Regions from separate parts of the Mus musculus genome. Here region 2 is linked to region 1. A link is a contact called in public HiChIP or PLAC-seq data. All regions are on one chromosome and are shown on one strand. The core of a region is the stretch at or near the end of the contact, and the rest is flanking DNA. Distances in the headings are between cores, read along the strand shown.

What was found. HiChIP or PLAC-seq counts read pairs in DNA pulled down with a chosen protein or histone mark.
Region 2: a CTCF HiChIP or PLAC-seq map of the NIH/3T3 cell line shows a contact between it and region 1, with 18 read pairs. The contact joins two enhancer-like sites. A contact is called at or near these places in 2 of 15 datasets of contacts at CTCF or cohesin (CD8 T cells and the NIH/3T3 cell line), 18 of 484 Hi-C or Micro-C datasets (the AML12 cell line, the C10 cell line, the HPC-7 cell line and 12 more) and 12 of 115 datasets of contacts at active chromatin or transcription factors (the HPC-7 cell line, bone marrow-derived macrophages, embryonic basal ganglia and 7 more).

What each region holds. Positions count from the first base shown.
Region 1 is chr3:121,548,373-121,554,764 of GRCm38.p6, forward strand. All of the region lies in intron 1 of Gm40135 (a long non-coding RNA gene), which reads left to right. Among named protein-coding and RNA genes, the nearest start is that of Gm40135, 6.3 kb to the left of the region's middle. Within about 2 kb of position 2,564, at least 7 of the 459 cell types and tissues checked have an H3K27ac peak or open chromatin away from gene starts, as enhancers often do. A contact at or near this core is called in the NIH/3T3 cell line, where this site is marked.
Region 2 is chr3:121,702,935-121,709,326 of GRCm38.p6, forward strand. No RefSeq gene overlaps it. Among named protein-coding and RNA genes, the nearest start is that of F3, 17 kb to the right of the region's middle. Within about 2 kb of position 3,432, at least 40 of the 459 cell types and tissues checked have an H3K27ac peak or open chromatin away from gene starts, as enhancers often do. A contact at or near this core is called in the NIH/3T3 cell line, where this site is marked.

The DNA of each region.
Region 1 (6,392 bases), core at 1,314-3,813:
TTTTTCATGGAAAGGTCTATTTCTAGAAAGAATGTGGAGCACCCTCAGCCTCATGAGTAATAAGTATTTGGCAAGATGATGCTTTCCACAGACAATCACCCTGAACCCTTCTTTGGAAGGTTTATGTCCCCCACCCCCCTACCCCGCACACACTAGTCTGTGGTATGCAAAACTGTATTTCTGTTTTGTTTTGTTTTGTTTTTAAAGATAAGTGTACAGGGCTGTGGAAACTCTGTTTATTTTTTTAGGTAATGCCTTGGCAATTTAGACGCCACAAGTGGAGCAGAGAGAGCATCTCTCCTGGCTTTACAAAATTAAACCGTAAGAAACTACATGCTCGCTCACCTATTTTCGCCCAGGGAGGTGATGGGCTCCGTGGATTGCATGTGGAGTTTACGAGAGGAGACTCTTGCGGGTAGTGAATGGGAGGTCACAGGAAAAAGGTGTGCACTATCCCCCCCCCTCCAGTGTGTGTGGGGGTGGCTTCAGCTCACAATCGTTTACCTTTCTGTTGTGGTACAGTTTCCTCTGGATCCAGATGTTTAATCAGCTAACTGTAAATGCAGCTGGAATTGGTTTCCTACCTCCTTCTGGAAGACTCAAATGAATACCAATAATGAAGATCAACCAAGATATACATACCACGTAGAGCAGTGATTCTCAGCCTTCCTAATGCTGTGACCCTTTAATACAGTTCCTCAGGCTGTGGTGACCCCGCCAGCCATAAAGTTCTTCTTGTTGCTGCTTCATAACTATATTTTTGCTACTGTTGTGTATTGTAGTGTATCCTGATATGCAGGATAGATGACCATTATGAAAGGGTTGTTCAAACGCTAAGGGGTTGGGACCCAAAGGCTGAGAAACTCTGACCGTCTAGCCTCATGGTTTTGTTTGCTTGTTTGTTTGTTTTCTTAGAATTTTACAGATGAACATGCATCCTGCGTGCTATAGAAACGGTTCCTTAATCAGGAGAATGGCCTTCTACTCTGCTTTTACACCATTTTCTGGCTCTCTTGTGTCCTGTGACTTTCTCTTGATAATATCTCATCTACCTAGAATCTCAGAGGTTTTGACCAAATAATTTGGAATTTGGTATCAGATACTCTCCTCACTGGGGAAAAACTGGTTGACCTCTAACTTGGAAAACCAAAAACAAACAAAGGTGAGAAAAAAGGATGGGAAATCAAGCTTAAAATACATTAATAATTAGCATTATTGATATCGGAGAAAAACAAGCAGCTTGACAGAAAGTTAGATCTCAATTGTTCCCTCACTGTAGGCAGAGCCACGGCCCGCTGATGCTGAATTTGGCGCCTGGTGCTTTTCGTAGCCGTGCATTTTCTGCTCTGAATTTCTTTATACAAACAGAACATAGTTCGGCTCAGATTTCATCCATCTTAATTGAAGTGACACTTTAATTGATAGCTCAAGTAAGTTGAGATTTACAGATTTAGAAAGCAATCACGACTATGCCTTCACTTGGGTTATGTTATGAAAATAAGTGAAAACTCGTTTGAACCATGTATAACTTCCTCACAAGAAAAAAAAAGAAAGAAATGCATGGTGTGTCCAAATGGGCCATGCACACGTGTGCCCGAGATGCCGCAGCTCCGCTCTGCATATGGAGGGGTTACAGAACAGGCCCCAGGTGAGGCTTGCCGCAAGCTTCATTTAATTCAGGGGAATGAGACCCAGCTAGAAGTGAGAAGGCGTGGCCTGCAAAAGTGCAGTGAGCTTACATCCAAGTCATCATGGCTTCAGGCTTAGAAGAAAGAGAGGACTCAGGACCGAATGCTCTCAGTGCCTGAGATTCTACTTCGTCTGAGCCAAACAGAGTGATCACAAAACAACAATCTTAAAGGAAAGGGAATCAAAGGCACATCACAGAGGCCGTTGTGCTTTCTCATAGTTGCTTTCCCCCTCAGTTCTCACAACAGAAAGAATAATTATTCTTTGGAAATCTAAGGCTGATAGAAGAGAGCTACGTATAACACCAAAAACTCTTAAGTCTGGTTGTTTTTAAAGATCTGGAATAATTTATTCTTTTATCAATATCTTCTTATTTTTCAGACATTTAAGTATGTTTTGATCAGATTTATCCCTCCCTTAATTTTATTGTTTAAATTTAATTGAATTTTAAAGATTGTTTTTATTTGTATGTGCACCACATACATGCAGTGCCCTCAGTGGCCAAAAGAGGGCACCAGATCCCCTGTAACTGTTACTGTAGTTTCAGACATTCGTGAACCACACCACATAGATGTTGGGAATCAAACTCAGGACTTCTACAGATGAACTGTTTCCCCTCCCTCCCTCCCTCCCTCCCTCCCTCCCTCCCTCCCTCCCTCCCTCCCTCCCTCCCTCCCTCCCTCCCTCCCTCCCTCCCTCCCTCCTTCCTTTTCTTTCCTCCTTCCTTCCTTTCTGTCTTTCTTGATAGGGTTTCTATCCTGGAACTCTCTCTGTAGACCAGGTTGGCTTCGAGCTCACAGAGATCAACCAACCTCTGTTTCCCCAGTGCAGAGATCTACAGTGTGAGTCACTGTGCTGATCTCAGTAAATGCTCTTACCTGCTGACTTGTCTCTCTGGCCCGTTTGTTCCTTTCTGTTGGGTTATTCTTACTACACTGTAAAAATTCTGACGAGTCCTTTATAGAACATGTACTTTGCAAACACCATGCCTTAGGTTGTGGCTTGTCTTTTAATTTTTTTCCTCAGACTTTAAGTGATTCATCAAACATAAAAATTATACATGTCAATGGGGGAATCTTGTATTTTTTTGATACATATATATGTTGTATAATGCTTAAATCTAGCTAACCATATTTGTCATGCCCCACCCCCAAACATTTAACATTTCTTTAAAATGAATCCTTTTTTGAGATGTGGAATACATCTTTTAATTTTCTTAATGACTCCTTTGGAGTAGCAAAGCTCGATTTTGATAAAGGCCAGTGTTATACTTTAAAATTTATAGGTCATGATTTTGGTGTCACATCTAACAAATGTGTACATAACCGAAAGTGGTAGCATCTATTTTTCTCCTAGAAGTTTCATAGTCTTACAATTTCAATTTTGATCATCATCCATCTTGAATTGTGGAGCTGGAGAGATGGCCTAGTGGTTAAGAGCACTGACTGCTCTTGCAGACGACCCGGGCTCAGCCCTCAGCACCCACCTATCTGTAAGTCTAGTTTGAGGGGATGTTCTCTTCTGGCTTCTACGGGCCCCAGTTATTCATATGGCACACATGTGTACATGTAAGCAAAACACTTACATACATGAAATGAGGAGAAACAGATCTCTCTCCCCATCTTAAATTGTATGTGGGGTGAGGTGAGGGCCTCCTCCTTCCTCCTCCTCCTCCTCCTTTCTTATGACTGTATAATTATTTCATTCATTGAGTGGATCCATTGCTGGATCAAGAGTTGCATACCGCAATGGGGCACATGCTGCCTTGCAATGAAGCCACAACTTGAAGATCAGCTACTTTGGAGTCATACTCCACTGTCATTCTCTAAGAACTGTCTGCTCTCTGCATCAGCTAAATAAACAAGCTGAAGATGCGGCAGGCATCACAGACCGGGCTGATCTTCCACAGTGGTACTTAACTCTCTGCAGCATCCCCAGGGATGTGGCATTGCCTCTTCCTGCAGGGAGATTACAAGTTCAAGGCTCGCCTGGGCTGTAGAGTGAATTCAAGGTCATCCTGGACAATGAGACCCTTGTTGATTCCCAAACAGAAGATTTAAAAAGGGCTGGAGTGGAGGGGTACAAAGCTGGCCCAGCAGGAGGCCAGAGGTACAACCCCAGTATTGAAACAAAACAAAACAAACAAAAAACAAAAATGGAAAGGAAACAGAGTTCCGACATCAAAACTGCTTTTCCTCTGTGGAGCACGACTTTGCAGACCACTGGCTAGAACCTTTTCCGTCTCATCAAGCCACAGCACTAAACCCAGAATCTCTGCTTTGCAGACCACGGCAACCAGTTGGGCCTCATCTAACTTCATCCTATAGTCTTTCTTCTTTGATTTTAATATTTTTAATTTATTCCTTCACATATTACGCCCTGATGTCAGTTTTCCTCCTATTTCTCCTCCTAATCTCTCCCTACCTCTCCCCCACCCCATATTCACAACGTCCATTCCCAAACATAGTCCCTAGAACTCTGTCCGTGTAGATTGGGAAGATCATATATCTTTTTTTTTTTTTGGAATGTAAGTACATCTTCATATAGATCTCACTTTGTACCTCTTCTTTGGGACTTGAACTTGGCTATTTAGAAGCAATGAGGACAAGGAGGAGGGTCTTGAGAATCACAAGTGTCTGGCCAGGTAACGACCTCCGGAAGGTCCATTACAGTTTCCTCTGGCGGGCGCAGTCGCGAGCTCTCCACGTGGGAGAGAAAGGAAAGGCTGCTTTTACTGGCAAAGAGTGCTCATTTAGTCCCTGTTTTATTTGTCTGGGAGGAAATTCCAGCTCAGTCATTTGAAGGACTCTGTCTTGACTGGGAGTTGTCTGTACTAAGTCACTGAGAGTCTCGTTGAGTTGTCTTTAAGTCCCGTCTAGTTACCCGTTTGCCTAGGCAGCTGGCTGGGCTCTCTGCATACCTGTCAGGTCTAATTCTGGTCCCGGGGATCCTTGGTGAGCATGGAGCCAGTTTCTGGAAGTTCATTTCTAACTCATTGCTCCTTCACGCCTCTCTTCCTGTGCCCCAAGCCTCTGGTCTCTATGGCTCTGGAATGACATCGGCTCTCCACTTTACCAAAGGTCCCGATGAGAAACACAAGGCTTGGTTTCTTGATGGAAATAAGGGGTTGGAGAAAATGCAGGCAAGATTAGCACAGTTAAAAGTTTCAGCCCCAAATTACATTGGCGATGAGATGATTACATTGCTGGAATGGCCTTTCCCCAAATGGATAAATATATACACGCGTCTAGAATTTCTCCAGAGTCAGGCATTAATCCTCTCTTCGAATCCTCCTTGACAGTCACGGAGGCGAAGGCTTATCTGTGGAAGTTCGCAAGCGTTACAGTCTGTGTGACTCTGCTTCTGGTACTAAATCTTGTGTGTGACTTGTGGCGATGGCTGGCATCCAAAAGAAACACGGACTTTGTGGCAAAAAGCTGTATGGGGCGGCTCGCTGGCTTTGCCTCAGCTGCTGGGCCACCGCCTCAGCCAAGCTGCCAGGCGACTGTGGATTTTCCTGAGGTTTTAGGGAAGGCTGGTCCAGGTTTCTAAGAAGAATTCTTTCCCACCATTTCCCTTGCTGGGCTCTTAGCAAATCTGCCCTTCCCACCAGCAGTCAGACGAGTTAGATGACTGAAGGGTACACTCTGCCTGGTGTCCCCACATCAGAGACAGCAGTGAGTCTGTGAGGGTCCCACACGTTCCATCCTTCATCCTTGGAAAGATCTTCCCATCAGCCCCACAGCCCAGGCTGTGTTTGCTGAGGCCAGAAGAAAGTGATTCTCTGTAAGCTAAAGGAAACCCCAGGCCACAGCCCAACCTCACCGTGCTCTGCACTCCTATCTTGTCTTTGATGTAAGAAATGGAATGTCTCCCTGGGATGTCTGGCCTATTCTGTCCTGATGAAGTCCTCCTTAATCTCCGAAGCTCTAGGAATTGACTCACCCTTGTTCCTACAGCTTTGTGGTCCTACCTTATCATAACATATCAGAGTGAGTGTTTATCTGCCTGAGTGCTGGAGTTAAAAATCAAGACAAAATCCTTTAGCCTTGACATATAGGGTGGTGCTCTGAACACCAGGAATAGCAGAGACATCTCGATAAACTATTACTGATTATCTAGTTAGTAAGTACCAGGACAATGCTGGGACTTCTTGTTTGTGACACCGCTGAATCCCCGTGACACTTTTACAGGAAACTACTGGTCTCATCTTAGTTGCTGAGTGAGGTGCATTGAGTTTTTAGAACCCGCTTGAAGGCCCATGGGTAGTAGGTGGAACTAAGATTTGAACCCACATTGTACAACGTTTAGAAGAACACCATTTTCACCAAATAGGTATAGCATTTTAAGAAGAGGTTTGAACACAAGACTGAATCATTCTGCGGATGCACGGGCACGCCTTCCCTTCCCACTGAGCCCTAATGTGAGGGCTGCTTCCAATCAATGAAATCTGATTTCCACAGTGGCTGCACTAGTTTGGATCCACTAGCAGTGTACGTGGGTTCATGCTCACCCCCAAACCTCACTAATATTTTTGCTTTTATCATTACTAATTATTAATAATTAATTTAATGTTAACAATTATGAAATATGGTCTTGACTTGTATTTCCCTCATGGCTAAGGATGTAGAGAGCATTTTTTCCCATCTATTTATTTCCTAAGTTACTTCAAACCAACACACTTTTATGGAGTAGCTACTGTG
Region 2 (6,392 bases), core at 2,182-4,681, 160 kb after region 1:
TTTATTTGGCTGCTAACCCATAGTTAAATGAAGCTTTTCATAATATATTTACTCCAGAGTCATCTATTTAAAGATTCAAACTACATACACATGTTTAGAGACTCAAGAGTTTGAAAACGATCTTAAGATTGCCCTTCTGATGATCATGGGAGAGGTCTGGGTTCCTATGTCATCATGAACATGAAGCTACTTTAAGCCCTTGCTCTTTCATTAAAGACATATAAAGATGAGCTAAGATACTCACTTGATTTATTTTCTTCCTTAATAATCTCTAGATGAATTCAGATGTCAAACTATCTGAATATAAAGAGCAATGTTCAAAGACTGCCCGCATGATAGGGCTTAAGCGGTCTTCTTGAAGCCTTGCTGAGTCATGCCCCTAGCTGTTCACCCCTCCCCTGAGACATCAGGCAACTGTGAGAAATCTCATATGAACCCAAGTACACAAGGCTTGCACCAGTCCATAACCACCTCAGCCGTCTCGCCACTGGGGGTAAAAATGTCTCCCTCTGATCACTGACACAAAGGGCAGGGTTTAGATATTGGCAAGGGCATGGTTTGGATACTAGCTCACATGATTCCAGCAAGAACAGTCTATTTCTCGAGAGGTTTCCAAAATTAATAATACAGACATCTGGAAGTCACTAGTCCTCAAAAATTACAAACCCTTGATGATGCTTATCAGGGATGCTATCATGGGATGTTCTGAAAGGTCTTGAAGAGTTTTCTCCTGACATCAATCACCACATGCAGAAAGGCTGAGCGATAAGGAAGCGGTATCAAGCAATAGTCTGAAGGGACTTGGGCCAGTGTGCTGAGTCACTCACTGGCTTTCCACAAACCTTTTTAAAGGTTTGGATGAATGGAATATATAGAAACTGTACATATGATGTGCAAATAAATTGGTTAAGTGTTGTTGTTGTTGTTGTTTTAACAAAAAACACAGTTGTGTATCCAGCACCCCAGAAGAACCGCAGGTGGGAATCTCCATCCACATTCTTTTTTCTTTCTCTTGACTTAGAGATCATACGGCGTCTATCTATCCTTCTCTGCCTGGCTGCTTTTACTCAGACATATGTTTATGTGAGTCACCTGCTGTCCTGTTAGCAGGATCCTGTTCATTCTAATCTCCATTATGCATTCCACTGTGGGGAGTCTGCCTCTAGAGTAGTCTATTACTGATGCACATCTATTACTTGGCTTCACACTGTGAAGCAAAATTTATTGTCTGATTTGGAAGCTGAAAAAAAAAGTTTCATGTGGGATTTGTATGCTGAGAGGGAAGAAGAGAATGAAGGAGAAACTTCTTTGGTCTGCTTTGCTCCCCGCCCCCAACCAAAGAAAGATGCTCGTGAGAGCAGAGCTGCAACAGGCAGGAGAGGTCTCCAGTCTTTATTTTTTTTTTTTTTTTAAAGATTTATTTACTTATTTATTATATGTAAGTACACTGTAGCTGTCTTCAGATGCACCAGAAGAGGGCATTAGATCTCATTACAGATGGTTGTGAGCCACCATGTGGTTGCTGGGATTTGAACTTCGGACCTTCGGAAGAGCAGTCGGGTGCTCTTACCCACTGAGCCATCTCTCCAGCCCCAGGTCTCCAGTCTTAAGGAGTTAGGAAGAACCCCTGTCTATGGAATTCTCCAGAAGGACTACCTACAGGATACTGAATATGTGTAAACAACAGGAAAGCCCTGTGGTCTCTTAGAATCCTCTGTATTTACTTCAAAGTGGCTAAGACCCCCATTCAGCCCCAGGCAACTATGGGTTCAGTCTAGCTTCTCACCACACTTGGATGCCCGGCTACTACTTATCTCCAAAATTCTTAAGAATTAGAATTAAAATTCTTAAGATAAGATCCCAGGAATTTTAGGTCCCTGTCTTAGACATAATTTAGGCCAAACAGATTTATGTCCCAGTCTTAGACATAATTTAAGCCAAACCTTTCTGTTTTGATTAGCTCGTTTTTTATTCCCCTTTCCAAGAACACAATAATTATTCTGCTTAAAATGCCCTTGAGATTTTAAGATAATAAGTTTCCAATAGTTTGAGGCAAAGCTAGCTTAGCCCTGGTCATGGTTATCAGGATATAATGATTTATAATATATTTAAGCCAAGTCCGACAGTGTTGGTCTGTAATCCCAGATGTGGAGAGGCTGACATGGTAGATTGAAAATTCAAGGGCTGCTTAGGCGACACAGGAAGTCCAAAGCCAGCCCAAGTGACTTAGTGAGACTTTCTCAGGGCAAAAAGCAAAAGGAGGCTGAGAATACAGCTCAGTGGTAGAGCACACACTAGCCATACTGGAATAAGTGTGTGTGTGTGTGTGTGTGTGTGTGTGTGTGTGTGTGTGTGTGTGCGTGCGTGCGTGTGTGTGTGTGTGTGTGTGTGTGTGTGTGTGTGACAGAGAGAGACAGAGAGATACAGAGACAGACAGAGAGACAGGGACAGAGACAGACAGAGACAAACAGAGACAGAAACAGATGGACAGAGAGAGACAGGGAGACTAAGAACCAGTACATGAAATCAAGTACTATTATCATCAGAGAGAGAGAGAGAGAGAGAGAGAGAGAGAGAATGAGAGAGAGAGAGAGAGAGAGAGAGAGAGAGAATGAGAATGTTCATTTGGTAGGGGGATCCTGGGAAGAACATGGAATAGTGTTTGTATTCACTGGTTTGAAAAGACTTTGAGACTATGCCTATATTGAGGGTGTTTATGTTTAACATCTTAGCAAGGCTTTGAAGAAGTTGTATGTGTATACACATGGGTACCCTCAAAGATTTTAAACATTTCATAAAGAGCAAGCTACTGTCTGTACAAACAAACACATGAGATGATAGCGATTTTTTTTTAAAGACAAAGCTGGGAATTTAATTTTTGAAATTCCTCCTCTTGTCTCTTTTTGGCTGAGTATTTCTTTTCACTGTTTCTTCCTGACTACGTAAGCACATCACAACAATATGAAATAGCAGTCTATGGCGTGTGGCTAACAGGACATCAGGATACTCATTCACATCATCTCAGGTGGAACGAACATTCATGCTGTGGTCCAGAAGCATCCTTTGCTCCAGACAGCTGATTTTCAGGCTTAAAGCTCACTGACGAAAGCCATAGCCCTGCTGTGTGGATTGCAGGGAGGGAGCAGAAATGAAATGCTCTCTTTCTAGCTCATAACTACCAACAATTCAAGCTAACGTTTTCTGTCGTTTTGACTTTACTAATTACTGTATATTTTAATACACTTGAAGAATGAGATTTTTCACAATGACTCTATGAGGTAGGAAGAGGTGTCGTCTTTTACAAATTTGGAAAGTGGACTTAAAAGAAGTTAGCACTTGGCAAAGTGACAGGGCTGTGAATAACAGGACCAGAATCTGAAATCCAGCTCTGGCCAGGAGCCCAAGGCTTCACCACAGTAATGCACTAGCTTTCTTATACGTGCAAGATATCCACAGGGCAGATACCAGGAACCGAGCACAGGAACACTACAGGAGCCTAGAGAAAGGAAGACTTTGCTAACTCCAAAGGCTGGACACCTTGTATTGGATTTGTTTAAAGTAATGAAATGTAGCTCTCAAGGGGAGACAATCAGTATCAAATTTATCTTGGGTTTTGGCTCTCTTTTAAAACGGGCGACATGAAGATTCCATTTGGAGATTAAGAACTATGATGTCATTTGAGTAGATCTTCCCGCTAGAAATAGGAACGTTAATAAAACACATCAATGTGACTACATTGTGTGTTCATTGGGCAAAGAATGACTGTGAATGTCTGAGTTGACTACAGACATCCGGATAAACCTCTTCAGCCACTCACAATGGACCTTTTATTTCCTACACTGCTCAAATGAGCTCTTTCTTATGCTCTAAATAGCGACAGAGGAAGTCGCATTCTTCCAGTAATATCACCATAGGCCATGACATGGCTCCTTTGAAAGCTCATTTCCAATTTTTCAGAGTCACCTGTAGATTTAATTTAATTTCCCCCTATTTCAGACTCATATGATACATACATCATCTTCATATTAAAGCCTTGTGTTAAAATCCAGCTCAGACATACTGAGTGTTCATTAAGAAGGGTCCACTCTTCACTCCCCATAAAGCACAACTGTGAAGAAATAGAGAATCAAGAGGCAGAACTAGCCACAGGGACACCTGATCCATAGTTTCTTTCTGAAAGGGAGGAACAGAAATCCTGAGAAGATAAATGCCTTGCCTGTGGTCACAGAGGAGTAACACATTTATGATGAACACAGGACCTCTTTCTTTTGCCACAAGTCCATCCTTTATGCTCAGTCTAAATCCTGTGGTCAGAGAAGCCCTTGTTGTGAACTCTGGCCACCACTTTGCACAATGCTTGGAGCACGCAGTGTTGGAGCAACAAAGGTTGGTTGAGTTGGAAACTCCATCTAAGGCTGTTTCCCAGTAGGGCAGAGGTGAGGATTCTGAGTCTGGAGATGTTTGGGGAGGTTATGGGACTTTAGGAGGCGGAGTCTTGCTGGAGAAAGTCCATCACTGAGATGCTCTCGGCAACTTTATAGCCTCCTACCATTTCTCTTTGTTTCTCTGCGGTGACGATAATCGTCTCTCCTTTTTCTGCTCCAGCTATGTGCTGACACCCCCATTATTGACTGGTCTGTGACCATAAACCAAATTGAGCGTTTGTCTATAAGTTGCTTCTGCTCATAGTATTTTTTATAGCAAAAAATAAAGGTTAATAAATAATGTTTAATAAATTTTAAGTAATTTGCATGTTTTAAGGGGTAGTTTACAATGTGTTATAATTTTCAATATTTTAAAAATATATCTCACCTTTATGTATATACCTAGTCAGACTTTACTACATCTATAACAGATTATGTCATTGTAAAATAAGAATATTTACTATGAGATGAAGAGATGCTGCAGAGGTTAAGAGCATTAGCTACTCTTTCAGAGGACCTGGGCTCAATTCCCAACACCCACATGGCAGCTCACAACTCTTCCAGGGGATCCAACACCCTCACACCTACATACATGCAGCCAAATCACCAATGTACATAAAGTAAAAATAAATTGGATAAAAAAGAATATTTATTGAAACAATAACTCTGTCTCTCATAGCCATGTTCCTTGTCATTCAAGGTTAGTTTGTGACAGATCTTTTCTTTGTTTTTTTCCTAATGACTGCAATTTATCTGATCAGTTCAGAGTTCAGACAGACACCTGTGAGTTCACATAAATCTAGACCCACAGCTATGGGTCCCTGGTCCCTGGTCCCAGGAACCATGCACTTTGTCTAGTTAGAGCACAGTGTCTATCCTTCACCTCCAGGGCACTCAAGCTCGAGCCTAGCAATAAGTCCCTCCTTATACACTCAACATGTTGAGCATCTGCCATATATCAAGCCCTGTTCTAACTGCTGGAGGTACACACTAGTGATGAATATATAGGGATATCTGTGCTCAAGGAACTCAGTCTGGGAGGTAGAGAGAAGGATCTTTTCTTTTTCTTTCTTTCTTTCTTTCTAGAAAATAATTATGTTGGGGAGAAATTTTACTTCAAGTTTTAAAAATAATCAAAGTTTTTTGTGATGGAGCATAATTGAAATCCCAACACTTGAGAGGCTGAGGAAGGAGGATCAGGAGTTGAAGGCCAGCCTTAGTTACATAGTCAGTTAGAAGCCAACCTAGGCTATATGAATTCTTACCTCCGAAAAGAAAAGTATTTTTAAAAATCAAAACAGAACAAGAAGAGAATTTCGAATGTAGATGAAGAAACTAAATGTACCTCTGAGAGCCTCTGGCTTGTCTCCACCTTTAACACAGACCCTGGAGTAAGCAGGTGATGACCACAGAGTTGGCTAGCGTGTGTGTGTGTGTGTGTGTGTGTGTGTGTGTGTGTGTGTGTTTTAAGTGCTGCTTTGACTCATTTAATTAGTTACTTATTTTGAAACTCATACCTTATCTTTTGCATAGCAATAGATGTTCTGATTTAGAGTTGTGAAAATCTTATAACATGGATGAGGTGAGAAATGAAACACAACTACTTTGCAACAGTATTTTGGAGAGATAAAAAAAAAAGCATAAGAATGAAATGCTTACAATTGCTACCGGTACAGATGTGGGCAGAATGAGCCAGTAATGATTTATTCTACAGAGCAAACGTGACTCTTCCCTCCTGAGGATCCCCCCCCCCCCAATTTAAGTTAGCTCATAGCTATGAGCTGGCAGCCAAAGCCATATTTCCTACTTCTAAGATGGGACCTGTCCATGTCTCATGTTCGGGACATGCTGGGCCAGCATGCTAACAGCACTTTTCACCCATGAGGTTCCAGATGCCCATCATCCATTGTGCTTGGCACAATGCAAAGCAGGAAACAATAACAAACAACAAAAACCCTAAGGTTTAAT